Regions from separate parts of the Rattus norvegicus genome. Here region 1 is linked to region 2. A link is a contact called in public Hi-C data. All regions are on one chromosome and are shown on one strand. The core of a region is the stretch at or near the end of the contact, and the rest is flanking DNA. Distances in the headings are between cores, read along the strand shown.

Region 1 (3,791 bases), core at 558-3,057, 35 kb after region 2:
TTTATTTATTTATTTAAAGACAGGGACTCACTATGTAGCCCTGGCTATCCTGAAACTCACTCTGTAGACCAGGTTGGACTGAACTGCCTGCCTCTTCCTCCCCAATGCTGAGATTTTAAAAGCCTGTACCACCACACCCGGCTTTTCTAGTTGTATTTTTAAAGTTTGGTACCTTCTTATCTATACATTTCTTTCCAAGATGGTAGTAAGGGTAGACACTGAAGGTACTTACCCTATAAATAGCATATTTCGAGGAGTAAATAATGATAAGGGTGTACCAGCAGCTAATATGCCAAGACTTGTAAAGTATTTGGAAATGTTTCCTGCTTCTTCACTTAGTCAATCATTCTTAGCACCCAGTGGCAAAGTCAGGAACACTCACCACACTTAACACTCTTGAAACTCCACCCTCCACAGTAAAGCTTTGCTAGCAAGGGCTTCTTCCTCTCTGGTAATGATCTTTGTTCAACAAATTACTGATGGCCGCCCTTCTAATTCAGGAGCAGAGCAAGACTGCGAAAGTGAGAAGGCATTCATGAACAGAAAGCGTTCACTGTACTCTCTTTTCGCTGAGAACTGTATCCTTTCACTTTGGCCTCTTCGCAGACTCGACCAATAAGCAAGTCTCTATTTACATCCATGTTCTCGTCTGCCGATTCCACATCCCCCCCCCCCCCCGTAATAAATTCTTGATTTGACTAAAAGAGCACGCTACCACTATAACCCTCTCCCACGGTTTGGGAAAGGTATGTGGCCAACCAGGGTTCTTCCCTTCCTGTTGGATCCTCCCAGTATTGCAGCAGGAAGCAACCAGTCCACAGTGATAAGCTAGCTAGTATTTGTGCAGCGCACAACCTTTCCTGTTCAGAAACTGGGCCTTCAGGTCTGGCAGGGATAACAGCCACCACCCATCCGCAGCCCCTTCTCGTAAGCCAAATAAAAGAGTTATCCCGGTCTGATTAGCTGGGCAGGGACAAGAGAAGGAAAGGGGTAAAAAACAAACAAAAAACAAACAAACAAACAAACAAACAAAAAAAAACCCCGCGAGGTGGGAAGTCATCTGCCTGCTGGACACTGCGACAAGTGCACGAACGCCAGAAGTGATGGACAGCCCCTCTTACCCTCCCCTTCTCTCCCTCCCACAAGCCAGGTCGCACCGGAGCGCTAAACATTACGAGAAGAGGAGAGACTCAGAGTTGCCCGTCTGTGGGGAGGGAGGGGACAGTCCGCGGGTACTGACCTCGAGGTCTGCGGGGATGGGGGTGGGGGCCCTGGGACGGGCGAATCTGGCCGAATCCCAGGAAAGGCTCACGAGGAGGGAAGGAAAGGGAAACGAACAGAAAAGAAAATACAAAAACCCATAGAGACAGTGGGCGTCCCAATATAGGTACTTAGCAAAGGCAGGGGCCTGTCAGAGGGGGATGTGAGACCAGCAGCAAGCATCCAAGAGGAGGGGCTCGAGACGCCCGAAGGAACTGCACCGCCGTGAGGAGCGCAGCCATCCGGGAGGACACAGAGCGAGGGGCGCCGCGGCCTGACAGGCCTCCCAAGGGCGCGGGTACCCGGACGAGCAGCGGGACCCCCGTCGGGGCGGCAGGAAGGAAGCGCCCAGGCGGACTCTGTCCTGGGCAGGGCTGGCCTTGCGCGGGTCCCCCGGGAGTGTCTCCGGCCCCAAATGGGCTATCGGTGGTCCACGGCCTCACCTTTAAAGAGGTAGTCGTACTCGTCGTCGCGGGTGCCCATGGCGCGGCCGAGGAGCTGAGGGGCGGGAGCGGCGGTGGTAACGGCGGCGGGACCAGGGGGCGTCGCTGCAGGGGTAACCCGAGCGAAGAGCTTGAGCGGCCGGACCCGGTGAAGAGCCCCGCCCTGTCTGCGTCACTTCCGAAAGGCCCCAGCCCCTCACAGAAAGTACTTCCGGAGAAAAGGCACCCCGCCCATGAGCTATGCAGGGTGGAATTCGCTGAAGTAGACTCCACATTCTCACACGGCTTGGGAACTCTTACAGGAAAAACAATCTTAAGACGCTCCTTAGAGCCTTTGGCTTGTTTTTCACCCAACATTCAGGGAAGAGAGGAGTAGGTCTGACTTCCGGTTGGGGGCGGAGTTTTGTTAGTATTAGACACCCGAAGGCTATGCTGCCTTCGTGCTGGTTCCATGGTGTAATGGTTAGCACTCTGGACTCTGAATCCAGCGATCCGAGTTCAAATCTCGGTGGAACCTGCTCTTTTCTTATCACTCTTAATTCATTTTGACTACATTAGTTCATAACAAATAATAGAATAACCTCGTTATATCCGCTTTTGGATTGAACCACATATAGCCTTTACCTATGAAGACTACACTAATCAATCTCTTCAATTCAGTAGTGTCTGCTACATGGAGACCTAGTAATTAAACTCTTAGTTCTTTCTTAGCCTTGAAGGAAGTTTGCTCCTTGATTCCTTTTGCTGGAATTTTATACCCTCAGCTTCAGTTAAGGATACGCACTCCTCACCCACTCAATCTCTCCAGAAATCTCTCACACTATCTCCAGATGTCATTAAGAGAACTTCGCCCACCCTCCTCGTAAGGATTCATCAAGATCTTGAGTCCTATTTTCTGGCCTTCGAACTAAGCCCGATTAAATAAATTTTAACAGAAGAAGAATGACAATTTCCATTCTAGCGAATATCAGTGTTAAAGACTCAAGAAATTTGCCACAGCGTCTCCTCAGAGTTGTTTTGTTCTTATTGTTGTTTGAGGTGGTTTCACTCGCATAATGTAGCCCAGGCTAGCCCTGCTGTCCTCCTCGGCCCCCTCCCACTCCCACTTCCTCACGCAGAGGCATAGTCACCTAATAATTCCTAGGAAGCAGATGTTTGGTCATGAAAAAGGAATTCAGCCTTCAGATGGAATTCAAATTGCTAATCACTGACCTTAAGCAGGAATATTATCTTTGATTATCTGAGTAGGCTCAGGGTAGTCCTTACGGTCTTTCCAAAGTTGGAAAGGAGGATTGTCAGCAGGGACTAGACGTTCTTCCACACTGCCACCAGCTGTCTGAGGAGTTCCCTTATCTATTAGGGACCTGGATTCTGAGAAAAGCTGACTCTTGGCTTTGCTGCAGAAAAACCTTTCAGGATGAGCCAATATGAGACAATCAGAATTTATTAGAAGAGATTTTAGTATAGAGTTTAAGCTCTATGCTTGAAAGGAAGTGAGGGTCTCAGAAAGAAAGGTGTGGCCAAGAGCACGACTAGGAACGTCTCAGAGAGAACTCTTTTAAAAAAAAATAGAGATCTGCTGAGGAATCTGAGATCACAGGACTGCTCCTATTTGGTGAGTATAAACTCAACTGAGAGGGTAAAATCCAAGGTCACAAAGAAGGGTTACAGAGGAACTAGGGATGTTTTCACGGTAAACAAAGCTTTAGCCTTGTTTATGAGATCTGGTGGAAGAGTGTGGCCATACTTAATCAAGTCTTAGTCCTTAAGGATAGTCCACTGCTGTTTAACATTCTCTCTGTAAAGGAAACGTTGTAAAGACCATCACTAGCCCAGGTGTGGCTACACATGTTTTCAATCCCACTTGGGAGGCAGAGGCAAGTATTTCTATAATTCAAGGCCAGCCTAGTCTCCATAGTGAGTTCCTGGCCAGCCAGTGTCACAAAACAAGAAAAACATAACACAATAAAGGCCATCCCTACAGCTGGGGATGGCAGCACCTGTGAGCCCAGCACTCATGAGGTTGAGGCAGAAAGTTGCAAGTTCTAGGCCCCTCTGTTGAGATTCTGTCTCAGAGGTGTTGTGCAT
Region 2 (3,483 bases), core at 795-3,294:
ACTACACAGGAATCACCTGGCAAGTGTGTTCAAACTACAGAGCTTTACACCTACAGCAGATTCTGCAGCAGTAGATAGAGGGACCCTGTACTCTGCAATTGCAAGGAGTACCTCACGGTATCTTTATGCATTTTATAACCCAACTATCATTTGTCTAAACTTTCCCAGGTTTCTGTTCTGATCTTTCAGACCTAGCATGGCCATCTCCTAACCAAGGAGAACAACTTGTGCACAACTCATGGGGAAATGGCTATCAGAAGTGGGATGAGCAGGACCCAGGTGGCATTGTGTTCTACAAGCAAGAGAACATCCAGGTTGAGTGACCATCAGCTTGGTTTAGGATGTGCAAAACCCAGGAAACCTGTCTGATGAGGGAGGCCATTCCCAAACTCCAAGCCAGCCACAGGCAGTAATCACCTGGGGGCTTTATTATGACAAGTTTCTGAGGGTTCTGCCTTAAACCATCCAAATGGAGGCAAACACCATTTCGGTATGTGAGGTTGCCAACAGAAGAGCAATTATACCACTTAGTCACTGTGACCCAAAGTCTCAGTTTCTTTCTCAGTATGGAATGGGGACTAGAAAGCTCTTCCAGGGCCTTTGAGGCTTTGTGAAGAAGTATGACTCAATGGAGAATAGCTCAGACAGGCCCTGAGATTAGCATATAAGCACACCTCACCTATACACCCTGTCATCCTGTGCATGGTGTTTCAGGTAACTACTTTTAAACTCTAAACCATAAATGTAAAATAAAGCCAATGAAAGCCAGGCTCTGCCTTCATCATTGCATTCCTGTCTTATGGGATCATCTAAGTGCATGGGAGGCTCTAAGAGGCAAGCAGCCAGATTCGTCACTGCCTCTCATCAGCTTTCAAATTAGAGAGAACTGTGTAGGCAAATGAACCATCAAGTGTTGGGAGCCAACATGATACAGTAAGAGTTCAAAGAGAGGCAAGTGAAATATTAGTGTAGAACTTTACAGAAAAGCTTATAAAACACACGGAACAATCCTACCTGGGGGCTAAATCCCCAAACATCTAGTTCAGCTACTTCATGTCACCAATTTAAACTGTCTCCTAAAGCAACAAGGGCAAGGCCAAACCAGCAGGACTAATTAAAGAGTCTGGATGTTTTCCAAACTTGGGGGTGCGGTGGGCAGAGAATGAGATTGGGTTCTAGTCCAACTGTATGGTGCTCACTAGACACAGCAGTATCTGTGGGTCTTGGCTTCTTCCTCTTTAAAAAGCACAGTTGTAACAGCACCACCTCTAAGGCCCCTTACAACTCTGACATTTTAAAAGCCCTAATTCAGGTGGCATCCACTTTTTTTTTTCTGTAATGGGAACTCTGTCACCCTGGGAGGTTGAAGGAGACTGCTGACACAGCTAAGCACCTGTCCTCCATTTCTGCTTCAGCAATATGACTGTACAATAAACTGTCTCGTGTCCAATTCCTTGTCTGTCATGCTTTCAAAGTGTGACAGAAAAAAATTGACTTCACCTTCTGTCTGGGAATCCTTGAGCTGTACTGTCATGTCCCAACCTGTGTCCCTTGCCACCTAAGTTCCATGCCTCTCCAAGTAATTTTGGTTTCTCAGACATTTAGAAACCAGTAACATCCTGAAAACTCCTTTTGTGGCTGGACAGTATTCTCTGGACTTCCGATCCTCTGTCCCATCCCTCCTCATAGTCCATTTCTCACTGAAGTGAAGAATGTGAACTTAACTCCAAGAACAGAAGCAGCAGGCCTCCTATTGACAGCAGTAGTTCAGAGGTGGGCAACAGATACTTAATGCCTGGGTTCCCGCAGACATTTGAATTAACTTGGGCTTAAATTGATATCAAGTCTTAGTAGGTTTAGGACATTCAGAGAGCAACTTTGGGAAGTCATTTCCTCTCTAGACTTGTGCTTCCTCAAAACAATGAACATGTTCCTTTCAGAAACCCATTCTGACTGATAATATGCATGACTACAGATGGTTCAGAGGAGGTAACAAGGAGAGTAAATGCAGGGGCACTTGGAGGACTGCAGGCTTCCCCTTTCTTTGCACAGTGCCCTGACAGGAAGGCACTGGAGTGGGCGTGGCTATGAAAGGAAAGGACAAGGAAATACTCTAGCCCAGCTGGTTATTTTCCCCACACTCTGCCCTCATAGCAGGCAAGTGGATGACTCAACAAGAGAAACGCTTGGCTTCCTCAAGCTGACTTTTCCAGCTTGTCTTGCCCCATCTCCTCCAGTTCTCAGGAAAGATGGGATAATTCAGCACCCTTCACAACCACCACTCTCGATGGGTTTTTATGTCTTGGCCTGCAAACTTTGGGAAGACCCTTGTCCCTGAGCCTAGTACCCTCCCCCCAGCTTAGCTCAGGAAAAAGGAATAGACCAAAATGGATAAAAGCTAACATTCAAAAGTTATTCAAATATTGAGATCCCACTGGTTTCACTTTCCAGTGAAACTACAGCTGGGTGAGGTTCTAAGGCTTTCCCACTATTCAGTCATTAAATTCAAAGCTTAGCCTTTCCTCTCAGCAGGCCTTGGTATTGCTAAAAAAGGATAAACTGAAGCAGCTGTAAAGAGCTACATGGGTAACTAGATCTCCTGACGGGGAAAATCTTGATTGTCAGATAAGATAGTGGTTGAGTCCCAAGCACTAAGAATTAGACTAATAAACTGAACTCTGGTTTCCTCATTTCTAAACAGTAATAGCAATAGCAGTCCCATCCTGCTCAGCCTCCAACCCCCTTCAAAGGTACTAAGTTTCTTTCTGTTTGGTTTGAGACAAGGTCTAACCATAAATAAAAGCCCTAGTTAGCCTGGCTGCGAACCCAGCTGGCCTTAAACTAAGATATTTACTAGCCTTTGCCTCCCAAATCACGCTGAGCGCCTATGTTTCAAATAACCTAACTGGAATGAAGTTACTCATTCCAGTGCTACACAAAACAAGCTATCCCTCAATTCCACATAGTATACGATCAGGACAGTGGTGATAGATAATGAACAGCTTTCAAATAAGAAGCCCCGAGCCTCTCATTGCCGGATGAGTTTAGATTAACCACACTGGGCCTGACTGGGAGGTTCTCAAGCTTACATCACTCCCCTGACTAAGGAAGTACTGAGAGGCAAACTTAGATGGCTTGAAGCAAGTCACAATGCAGGACCCAGGACACCTTTTTCTACCAGCAGAAATAGAACCTACTTATTACCTTCCAGTCCTAGCTAGAACTGGCAGAGACTGCTTGTTATCTAGCAAGGATGATTTTTTTTTCCTGAGTCAGGTGCTACAAAGGTCAGCCTTATACCAACCAGACTGAAGCCAATCTCTCTTTCAACGTGTTAGCTGAACTGAGAGGCAGTGGGACCCTGAGGAGTTTACTTCCCCACTCTAAGTCTTAATAAGCACTGAGGTGGGAGGAAGGGGAAAAGTTACTGCTCTACCTGTGTCACAGCCTTCTGAACCTGAAGCAAACAGTTGAATGCACTTC

Evidence for each region. Hi-C and Micro-C count contacts between places; a contact is called where the count stands out from the background.
Region 1: a contact with region 2 is called in a Hi-C map of kidney, with 2.8 times the contacts expected there. The contact joins the promoter of Rab11a here to the enhancer-like site in region 2. A contact is called at or near these places in 4 of 12 Hi-C or Micro-C datasets (kidney, liver and mammary epithelial cells).

The regions. Positions count from the first base shown.
Region 1 is chr8:74,139,877-74,143,667 of GRCr8, forward strand. Rab11a (RAB11a, member RAS oncogene family) reads right to left here and starts at 1,808. Exons shown (of 5, transcript NM_031152.3): 1 at 1,704-1,808. The coding sequence starts at 1,743. It overlaps Trnaq-cug5 (transfer RNA glutamine (anticodon CUG) 5), which reads left to right and starts at 2,149; the gene lies at 2,149-2,220.
Region 2 is chr8:74,104,942-74,108,424 of GRCr8, forward strand. All of the region lies in intron 20 of Megf11 (multiple EGF-like-domains 11), which reads left to right. Among named protein-coding and RNA genes, the nearest start is that of Rab11a, 35 kb to the right of the region's middle. Within about 2 kb of position 2,045, at least 14 of the 93 cell types and tissues checked have an H3K27ac peak or open chromatin away from gene starts, as enhancers often do.